Regions from separate parts of the Ovis aries genome. Here regions 1 and 2 are each linked to region 3. The links are chromatin contacts, called in public Hi-C maps. All regions are on one chromosome and are shown on one strand. Each heading gives the region's core, a stretch centred on a gene start, on an enhancer-like site or on the middle of the called end of the contact. The rest is flanking DNA. Distances are from core to core; before and after follow the strand shown.

The links. Hi-C and Micro-C count contacts between places; a contact is called where the count stands out from the background.
Region 1: a contact with region 3 is called in a Hi-C map of blood, with 2.9 times the contacts expected there. The contact joins the promoter of SRP9 here to the enhancer-like site in region 3. A contact is called at or near these places in 3 of 16 Hi-C or Micro-C datasets (blood and mesenteric adipose tissue).
Region 2: a Hi-C map of retroperitoneal adipose tissue shows a contact between it and region 3, with 2.1 times the contacts expected there. The contact joins the promoter of EPHX1 here to the enhancer-like site in region 3. A contact is called at or near these places in 4 of 16 Hi-C or Micro-C datasets (hypothalamus, muscle, retroperitoneal adipose tissue and 1 more).

What each region holds. Positions count from the first base shown.
Region 1 is chr12:28,086,636-28,090,301 of ARS-UI_Ramb_v3.0, forward strand. It overlaps SRP9 (signal recognition particle 9), which reads left to right and starts at 2,024. Exons shown (of 3, transcript XM_004013626.5): 1 at 2,024-2,214. The coding sequence starts at 2,143. It overlaps LOC121820768 (a long non-coding RNA gene), which reads right to left and starts at 2,531. Exons shown (of 2, transcript XR_006061455.2): 1 at 2,473-2,531; 2 at 1-2,396. LOC132657456 (a long non-coding RNA gene) reads left to right here. Exons shown (of 4, transcript XR_009595667.1): 4 at 1-737.
Region 2 is chr12:28,121,111-28,124,624 of ARS-UI_Ramb_v3.0, forward strand. It overlaps EPHX1 (epoxide hydrolase 1), which reads left to right and starts at 1,753. Exons shown (of 9, transcript XM_012187144.4): 1 at 1,753-1,800.
Region 3 is chr12:28,276,391-28,279,991 of ARS-UI_Ramb_v3.0, forward strand. No RefSeq gene overlaps it. Among named protein-coding and RNA genes, the nearest start is that of SDE2, 30 kb to the right of the region's middle. Within about 2 kb of position 2,326, at least 16 of the 54 cell types and tissues checked have an H3K27ac peak or open chromatin away from gene starts, as enhancers often do. A contact at or near this core is called in tail adipose tissue, where this site is marked.

The DNA.
Region 1 (3,666 bases), core at 774-3,273, 190 kb before region 3:
CACTAAGCAGCATAGAGGCGAAAGTGAAAACCCAAATATTGCCCAGGAAAAACTCAGAGGGTGAAATCAAAGTATGATACCTCAGGACCCAGTGTTGAAGGGCAAAGGGAGTGGAGGAGGCTAGGACAGAGCCAGAGAGGGAAAAACCAAAGAGGCAGAAGAAGGAGCAAGGAAGGATGGAGTAAAAAAAACCAAGCGGCTGGGAAATCTCAAGGATGAAAGAGTGGCATGTGCCCTCAGATGCGGTTGAATGATCTAGTCAAGAAAGGATTGAGGGACTTCCCTGGTGGTCCAGTGGCTAAGACTCCGTACTCCCAATGCAGGGGGCCCAGCCTCCATCCCTGATCAGAGAAAGAGATGCCACGTGCCGCAAGGAAGACCCAGTGCAAGGAAATAAAGAAATAAATATAGATGAATATATTTTAAAAATTAAAAAAAAATAAAGGATTGTCAGCTGGACTGGGCAATATGAAGGTCACTAGTGACTCTGAGAGCAGTTAGTGACCTTGTGAAAGCAACTTCATTTGAGAGTTGAGGTGGGGACAGAGTAGAAGGTACTATGGTGGGAATGAGATTGAATGGGAAGCAAGGGCACGGAAACAATCATAGGAGGTAACCAACTTAGGTGAAAGAATAAAAGCTTTCACTTTTGACCTTGCACAGGCTGGACTTCACCAATTCAGCTTTCCTACAGCCACTAGTGACGTGTTCTAAAAATAAAAATTAATCATACCGCGTCCTGTTGTGATTAACATCTGCCGGCTCTCCACTTGCTGAACAATGGAGAGCAAAGTCCAGGGCCGATGTGTTTAGTATAACTTACTTTCTATAATTGTATTTATTTATTTTTGGCTGTACTGGGTCTTCCTTGCTCTGCGACGGCTTTCTCAAGTTCTGGCGGGCGGGGCATTGCTCTTTGTTTCCTTGTGGTGCTTGGGGCTTCTAACTGTGGTGGCTTCTCTTGTTTTAGCGCACAAGCTCTAGGGCGCAGTCTCAGTAGTTGTGGGGCAGGGGCTTAGTGGCTCACCGGCATGTGAGATCTTCCCGGGACCAGGGATAGAAGCTGTATCTTCTGCATTGGCAGGCGGATTCTTTACCACTGAGCCGCCAGGAAAGCCTTAAAACTGATGTTTTACTATACATAAAATATACTTCAACTTGATTAAAGAAAAATACCCTTCTACCTCACTCCATAGCCTGGAGAACAAAGTTCAAATTTCTTCCGGCTTAAGTGATATGATTTCTTCCCATTCTTCCCCCGTGCCCCAAATACGTGCTTGCGTCCTAAGTCGCTTCGGTCCTATCTGACTCTTTGCAACTCTATGGCTATTCTGTCCATGCGATTCTGCAGGCAAGAACACTGGAGTGGGTTGCCATGCCCTCCGGAGAAGGCAATGGCACCCCACTCCAGTAGTCTTGCCTGGAGAATCCCAGGGACGGGGGAGCCTGGTGGGCTGCCGTCTATGGGATCGCACAGAGTCGGATACGACTGAAGCGACTTAGCAGCAGCAGCAGCAGCAGCAGCCATGCCCTCCTCCAGGGGATGCCCACATTAAATACACTACGGATCTAAAATAGGCCTCCTGCCCTGCCCACCTGTTTAACACCCGTCATGTTTCTCAAGATTCAACTTGTGTCATCCCCGTTAGCGTCCTCTAGACACAGATGTCTATCATAGAAAGCTCTCCATTGCACTCTTCTGTTTTTGTCTCGCCTTTTACTAAGCTGTAAGCGAGACAGCTCCAGCGCTTATCACTAAGCCGCTCTATCTTTGCTGAAGAAACCTGGGCTTTATCGTTGTCGTCCAGCCAGAAGGACAGCGGGACAGATCCTCCTCCAGTCCTACAAGGGGCGCTGTGGCAACCTCCATCGTCTCTCCTCTCTCCACCTCTTCGGACCCTCTCCCAGACTCACACGCTTGGGGCTCCGCCTCCTATGCAACATCCCTCCTTCCCATTGGGCAAGAACGATCCAGGCTGACCAATGGAGCGAGGCGTTGGTGCGAGGCGGCGCCGCCATCCTTGAGCTTCTGGGCCCCTGTCTCGGTAGCCGGCTGTGGGAGTTAGGGAGGTAGGTGGGCCGTGCTGCGCCGCCTCCGGTCCACAGCCGTGCCTCTTTCTGTCCTTCTGCCGCGGTCCCACGATGCCGCAGTACCAGACTTGGGAGGAGTTCAGTCGCGCAGCGGAGAAACTCTACCTCGCCGACCCAATGAAGGTAAATCGCAGGCGGAGCCAGTGTCTCTGTCCTAGCTCGGGTCAGGATGTCTTCTCTGGCGTCCGCTCGGCCTCCGGAGCTTCTGCAGCATCCTAGGAGGTGCTGTGTGTGAAGAGAGACGGACTCCGCGCGAAGTCCGATTGTTCTTTTCGTCTCTTCTCTTAAGAAGGGCCCAGTGAAGCCTGAAACCAGCAAAATCAGGGTCAAGTCAGGGCTCTAAGAAGCCTTCCCCCGCCTACAATCCCTGAGCTTCCCTACCGTTGGTTTACGTGTCTCTAAGGGCAGGGCTCCTCCCCTCTGCAGCTTCGGCTTCCTGTGGCGCTTCAGTTCAGTTTCAGTTCAGTCGCTTAGTCGTGTCCGACTCTTTGCGACACTATGGACTGCACCACGCTAAGCTTCCCTGTCCATCACCAACTCCCGGAGCTTACTCAGACTCAGTGTCCATCGAGTCGGTGATGCCATCCAACCATCTCATCCTCTGTCGTCCCCTTCTCCCGCCTTTCCCAGGTCTTTCCCAGCATCAGAGTCTTTTCAAATGAGTCAGTTCTTCGCATCCGGTGGCCAAAGTATTGGAGTTTCAGCATCAGTCCTTCCAGTGAATATTCAGGACTGATTTCCTTTAGGATGGACTGGTTGGATCTCCTTACAGTTCAAGGGACTCTCAAGAGTCTTCTCCCAAGAGTCTTCTCCAACACCGCAGTTCAGAAGCATCAAAGACCCTCATTTGGAGGCATCTACCTCCCGCAGATTAGTGGTTCTTAATATTTTGGAGGTTAGTGCCCTTTAAGAGTAGGAGAATGCACTTAACACATAAATGTTTGTAAACAGTTTTAGGGGGTCCGTGGATCCCTGTGGCCTTCATTGGAGGCTCAGACAGTAAAGAATCTGCCTGCAATGCAGGAGACTCGTGTTTGATCCCTGGGTCAAGTAGATCCCTTGGAAAAGGGAATGGCAACCCACTCCAGTATTCTTGCCTGGAGAATTCCAGACAGAGGAGCCTGGTGGGACTAGAGTCCATGGGGTCACAAAGAGTCGGACACAAAGTGAGCGAGTAACACACACACATGGATCCCTGTAATTCATTCATGGCCCCCATAAAATTATAATAAGCTAACCTCTGACATCGGCTTATCATAATTTTACCAGGGCCGTGAATGAATTACAGGGATCCGTGTGTGTGTTAGTAACCAGAGAAGTTGCAAGGACAAGAATTTAGCATTTGGGTCTTGATTTTTCTTCCTCTTGGTTTTTATTGTCATCTAAATATTATTTGAAATATTGAAAAGCCCTGCTAGCTTTTTAGACCTAGATAAGTAACAAGCCAGAAACAGTCTTAGTTCCATTCTTTGCAATAAAGTGATGTAATAGTAATAAATAATAAAATGAATTAGATACTTGTGAAATTGAGTACTTTGTTTATGACACAATTTCTGGCTCCTCCATTTGGTTGAT
Region 2 (3,514 bases), core at 503-3,002, 160 kb before region 3:
CCTCACGATTAGACTCATCTTATGCATTTTTGGCGTAAAAGATGTTGTTTCCTTCCAGTGACTCAGGAATCGATCTACAGTTTTCATCCCCCCACACACATTATTTTTAATTCTCCCCGATGTACCTGGAAACTCTCCAGACGTTTGTACAGAAGAACAGCCTTTGTTTTGACTTTTAAAAAGCACATAGTTTATTCTAGAGATCACATTATACCCATTCTTTCAGTCCATAAACCTTTCAATAGCTTTTGACTGAAAGCTGAAATCTGAAATCTGACTGTCTAAATTTTGCCCTGCTGAGTTGGACTCAGTGCCTTATTTATTTACTGTGTCTAGGTAGATTGTACTTTGGAATATCTAGCACTAGCTTAGATTTCATATTCTAACGCTGGGTGAATGATCTTAAAGAAGGTATTCATAAGGCCTGGACTCCATCGTAGGCCTGTTCATGCTGATCGTGCTCGGCCACCTTTCCAATGGACTCTGAACTCTGTGTTTAGTGCCTATGAAAACAACAACAGAAGGAAAAGACCCCCTCCTGACAGGGGAACCTTGAAGATCGTATCTAGGTTACTCATCGCCTAAGAGAAAACATACACTAATCACCCTTTCCTCCAGACAGGCCATAAATTTTTCTGTATCTATCTGAGTGTAACCTCGGGTTTATTGATTACTGGCTAATCATTTGACTGAGCACATGAGCACGTAGCACGTGAATCATGGAGTTATTGGGATTGTATTTTCCTTGGTTTATGTAAGTCTCAAGGAATTTGGAGTGGTGGGTTCAGACATGTACGCATGGGGTATAAAAGATTTTCATAAACGCTAGTCTGGGTCCTTGGCTAAGAGGAGACTCTGCCTTGGGCCCGCTGGTGTAATAAACTGCACTCCACTATCTGCATTATCCTTCTGAGTGAGTTTGTTGAAATCTAACAAGAACGTATGTCGAGGATTTTAGGACACAGGAATGAGGAGTGAGGTTACAACCTCACTGCAGTTTTTTTTTTTTAATACAAAACTGACAGTTTTACTGAGATATAATTCACATACTATAGAATTAATCCTTTTAAAGTGTACAATTCAGTAGTTTTTAGTGTATTCACAGAGTTATGGTGGTATAGTCATCACCAATATCTAATTTTAGGATGCTTTCATCATCACTGAGTTTGAAAGATAACAAATTTGAGTCCCTTGGTAAAATGGCCAGAAGCAGAGCTTCTGTTTGAAAGATTTGGTTAGGCATGGAGGAATCTCATAGACTGCAAGTTTTGAAGGAGTACAGAGATGTCAGAGACTGCAGGGATGAGATCAGGCTTCACTAGGAAGGTGTGGGATTAAAGAACAGTAGGTCATATTTGGATGCAGGAGAGCATCCTTTCCAGGAATACTACATAAGCAAAGGTTTGGAGAGGGAACTAAGTTGAGTGTTTTTATTAGCCAGGAACGAGCTACGCTCCAGGCGTCCAGCTCCACTTTGTAGATCTCAGTCCTCACCATGAAGAATTCTTTGTGCGGGTTCAAATTTCACTCAGACTAGTGTTTCTCAGACTGTGTGTTGAAAGACGGGTTTGTTTGCTTTAAAATTCCCCAATCTGTCCTGGACACACAACACACGTGTAAAATACAATAACAATGAACTGGTTAAAAAAGTTACACAAGGCTGAAGCTTGAGGTTTGTTTGTTTATTGATTCAGTGACCAAGAACTTCGACACCGTTTCTGACCGCAGGCTGCACTCTGAGAGCTCTCTTCCAAAGCAGAGGCGGGCTTAGGAAGGTGCAGAGTCATCCGGGTGGCCCAGGTAACAGGGGCGGAGCGGGACTGAACCTCGGTGGCCCGGCCCGCCCGCTGGGGGGCCGAGCCCGGGCGGGGTCAGCGCAGGGTAGTCAGGGGACGCGCGAATCGGGAGCAGGGGAACCCGGAGAGCCGGAGCCGGAGGGACCGCCAAGCCCAGGAACCAGGGAGCCGACGACCGTAAGCGCTCCGGGGCGTCTGCGCAGTTTCCGGGGGCCCGGGCGCTCCCAGGGTGCAGGGGCACAACGCGATCCCGAGGGCTGGGGGACGCTGGCGGCGGGCGCCGCACAGCCAGGGCTCCGGGGAGACTTTCACACAGGCCTCCGCCGCCGCCCCTGCCCCGCCGCCCGCAGCTGGGTCCCGACCGAGGCCTCGCCGCGTGCGGTCCGCAGGCGCTTGGGATTCCGGGAAGAGGCCCGCACGCGCTCTGCCAACCGAATGCGGGGGGAGGGGGCGCGGGGAAGCGCGGCGGCGGCCCCCTTGCCTGGCTCTCCCGGGGAGTACAGCTTCCAGGAGGCGTCTGGCTCATACTGCACTTGTTTGTCACCGGAGTCCTAAACAGACCTCAAGTCTTTTGGCTGAGACGTCCTCTCTCACCATCTCTAACCGCGGTTCCAGTTTTTCTCTCCCGCTCCAACCCCGCCCAGCTCAGCGCCCAGGAAAGGAAACTTGGGTCCGGGGAAAAGAGTTCACCGTGCATTAGGAGCCTAGGGATGTGACCAGTCTAAGGGCAGCAGAGACCAGAGACTCCTGCAAGCCTCCCTCCCCGGAGGGATGCTGGGGAACTTAGCCTCTGGCCCCTCGCCTGCCCGGCCCTTCTGAAGCCTTCAGGGTGCAGGTGCGGGCTCTGACGATGTTGTGACTCTGATTTTGATTCTTTTAAAGCTGCGCCTCCCACCCCGTTCACTCTCCTCTACTATATGAACTTCTGGCTGCACAAAGATGTGTGGGCCCCTGACGCAGGGATGGACAGACAGCCCTCTCTTAGCCCTGTCCCTGCCCCGTGGGCTCTGTACAGAGAATAGGGTTGAAAGGTAAGGGGCTGGTGGGGGGGGGGGGACCTCTGCATTCGGCACCTCAGCACCCAGTACATCGGATGTATGAGCTGTTGCGGGAAATTGTTGAGAACATTGGGATTTATGCCCGTTTGGGTGCCACTCTGCAGACTCCTCTGAATATACCATTAAAAGTTAACACTTGAAAGAAGGGGCCCCAGTCTGGAAAGTAACACTGTCTTCTGGTGTGGTGGTTGCATCCTTCTGGGAGTAGGGGCTTGAGGACCTTGTGGAGGTCTTTCACTAGCCCTAGTAGGTCTGATTTAGCAAGAAACTCTGGGCTTCCCCGGTGGGTCAGGGGTAAAGAATCTGCCTGCAGTGCAGGGGAAGCGGGAGATGTATGTTGTATCCCTGGGTCAGAAAGATCCCCCCGGGAAAGGGCATGGCAACTCACTCTACTATTCTTGCCTGGAGAATTCCATGGATAGAGGAGCCTGGTGGGCTATAGTCCATAGGATCTCAAAGACTTGGAAACAACGGAAGTGACTTAGCACAGCACTGAGAGGGTTCAGCAGTTTCTCTTTCCCAAATGTCCACACCTAGAAGGGCTTTGTGTTGACTTCTTCATGTTTCCCGAGCAAATCCAGAGGACTGACCATGTGTGCAGGCTCTGCCCTGGGCACGGGGGCTCAGCAGGGAACATGTCTTCATAGAGTCTATAGTTTT
Region 3 (3,601 bases), core at 1,076-3,575:
CCAAAGAATTGATGCTTTTGAACTGTGGTGTTGGAGAAGACTCTTGAGAGTCCATTGGACTGCAAGGAGATCCAATCAGTCCATTCTGAAGGAGATCAGCCCTGGGATTTCTTTGGAAGGAATGATGGTAAAGCTGAAACTCCAGTACTTCATGCGAAGAGTTGACTCATTGGAAAAGACTTTGATGCTGGGAGGGATTGGGGGCAGGAGGAGAAGGGGACGACAGAGGATGAGATGGCTGGATGGCATCATGGACTCATTTGAGTGAACTCCGGGAGTTGGTGATGGACAGGGAGGCCTGGCGTGCTGCTATTCATGGGGTCACAAAGAGTCAGACATGACTGAGTGACTGAACTGAACTGATATATATATATATATATAAACACACAATGGAATATTATTCAGCCACCAAAAAGAATAAAATAATGCCATTTGCAGCAACATGGATAGACTTAGTGATTATTATACTAAGTGAAGTAAATCAGAGAAAGACAAATATCATATAATACCACTTACATGTGGAATCTAAAACATAACACAAATAAACTTATCTATAAAACAGAAATAGAAACAGACTCATAGACATAGAGAACAGACTTATGGTTGCCTAGGGGGTGGGAACGCAACCCACTCCAGTATTCTTGCCTGGAGAATCCCAGGGACAGAGGAGCCTGGTGGGCTTCCGTCTAAGGGGTCACACAGAGTCGGACACGACTGATGTGACTTAGCAGCAGAAGCAGCAGCAGGGGGTGGGGACAGAGAAGGGTTGGACTGGGAGTTTGGGATTAGCAAATGCAAACCATTAAACATAGAATGGATAAACGCCAAGACCCTAATGTATAGCATAGGGAATTATATTCAATATCATATAATAAACCATAATGGAAAATAATATGAAAAAATAAAATGTATGATTTCAGTCAACACACTAAAGGGGGGAAAAAAGGAAATTTACAAATGTGTCAACACTGATTATTACAGAGTTGAAGAAATCTGGGTGATTTTTGGTGTCATCTTTATGATTTTTCTGTATTTCCCATTCATCCCCCACCCCCACCAGCCCCTGACCCGGCTCTGAGCAGTGCCCTCCTGGGCAGTACAAAGGTAGGGGAGTGGTGGGAGATTTTCCTGACTCTGACCCTGCCACTGAGACTGGGCTGGCTGCTGGCAGGTAGAGGAGGGACGCGGAATACCTGATGTTATGGGAATCACAGTGTTACGCTGCCCATCCAAAGCATCTCCAAGGTACTTTGGCTCAGTGGTCGTCTTCTCTTCTCCAAACCCCCACAAGATCACAGGGTCCTCCCAAATGAAGAAACCAAGACCAGAGAGGTCACAGGACTCGCCCAGGGTCACCAAGGGGAGAACCCTGTGGCTGTACCTTCAGGCCAAGCAGGATTCAGGCAGCGGCCACGAGGCCCAAGGTAAGAGAGGAAAGGGTAGCACATGAGCTCGTCAAATGCATAAAACACATTTTACAAGAATTCATTGCTTTTTTAAACTTTTTCTATTGCTCATGTAGAAAACATTTGAAAATACAGAAAACTACAAAAAAGAAAATTGAAGTAATCTATAAACATACCTCCTAGATATTAACCTCTATTACCACATAGTGGTATGTTTTCCTCCATGCTATTTCAAAATTTAAGGTGTTGGTGTTCGTCGATTTTTATCCTGTTCTCCACTTGGTGTTGTTATAGCATGAAATAAAAGTCTTCAAAAACATGATTTTTAATGATGACACAGTTAAATACTAATCATAGCCAACACTTTTATAACATGGTTTTGTTAACTCAGGTTTCCATAACAAAATACCACAGACTACAACAGACATTTATCACCTCACACTTCTGGAGGCTGGGAGGCTCAAGGTCAAGGTGGCAGCTGATTCGGTCTCTGGTGAGAGCACACTTCCTGGCTTGTCTTGCTGTGTGCTCACGTGGTAGAGAGAGAGTTCTGTTGCAGCTTCCTCTTTTATAAGAGCATTAATTCCACTGTGAGGGCCTCATCTCCATTATCTCATCTAAACCTAATTAATCCCTAAAGACCCCCACAGCTGCACTTACTGTGAACCCAGATCACAGAGAATTTTACAAGCAGGAGTTCCCCAGCTCCTCACCAGGAAGGGCTGTCATTGCCCCCATTTCGCAGATGAGGAACCTGCGGCCCAGAGAGGTAGCTTGTTATTAATTTGGGGTTTGAGGTTTAAACTCAAGCCATCTGGACGGAAGGAAGTGCGCAAAGTGTGAATTATAGAGCACACTAAGAGAAAACGAAAGTGCATATCTGGGTTCTCCTTTAGGGAGATGAGTCAGGTCTCTGTGATGAGCTAACATTCAATATGATATGTGGAGAATGAGTTGGATTCAGCCAGGCAGAGTGGTGGAAAGAGAGGTGAACTGCGCCAGGCTGGTGACTCACCGCTCCCTGCTCTTACTTTTAAGTTGAAAACACCCAAACAGCCAGATTTTTCATGATCATTTTGAAACTTTAAAAATGGGGTGCGGTAGCTATAATCGTACAATTTTCATTCCTTTTATTCCCTTACAACTTTTAGTAATTTTTTCCCTCACAAATTTTAGTAGATCATCTATACCTGTTTGATGGATTTTGTTTTTAACTTAGAATTCCACACTCTTCCCTGTTTTACACAGTTACTATACACCTCATTTTGATTGCTCTGTGTTGTCATCATGTCTGTTGATGGGACACCATAGTTTGTTTTGTTTTCACTCCTGGAAGCACTGCTGTTATAAACCTCTCTATGCATGCAGCGCTTTTCTTCTGACCTACAGGAGGCAGGGGTAGATTTACAGGTGGTACTGGCCCTTTTGCTACTCTATTTGCATTCCAAAAGGAATATTCACATTTTCTAAGTCTTTAGCAATGAAATGGCTGCATCTGTTTCCCCAAATTTTGGGAATTTTCAAACTAGATTTCTTGAGTAGCTATTGATAAATCTAGCACCTCACCAGTGTTTAAGTTGCCCTGCCGTATAATTTTAGTTTTCATATTTAGGGTTTTATTTCTTCTAAACTCTCTTATGTTGAAAAAGGGTAATTTTAGACATCAACTGCAGAAAATATCCATCCTGAGAAAGAAAACTGGAGCTGGAAGAGTCAGACTCCCTGACCTCAGACCACACCATAAACCTATAGTAACAAAAACAGCATGAACTTCCCTGGTGGTCCAGTGGTTATGTCATCATGCTTCCAGTGCAGGGGGCAAGGGTTCATGGAATTAAGACAATGTGGTGTTGGTAGGGAAGACAGGTACACCAGCAGAACAAAAGAGAGAGTCAGAAACAGACCCATGGATGTATGAATACTTGATTTATCACAAATGTACAGATTTGTACATTTATTTTTATGTATTTATCTATATATTTTATGTGTGCATTTTTTAAATGTACAAAATTGTAATAAAGAAAGAATGCTCTTTTCAACAAATAGTGCTCTTTGAAGTATCTATATGGAAAAAAATAAAATCGGACCCCTATCTCACATCATACAAATCAATTCTTTTTTTTAATTAAAGTATAATTGAATTACCATGTTGTGTTAATTTCTGCTGTACAGCAGATTCAGATATGTATATGTAT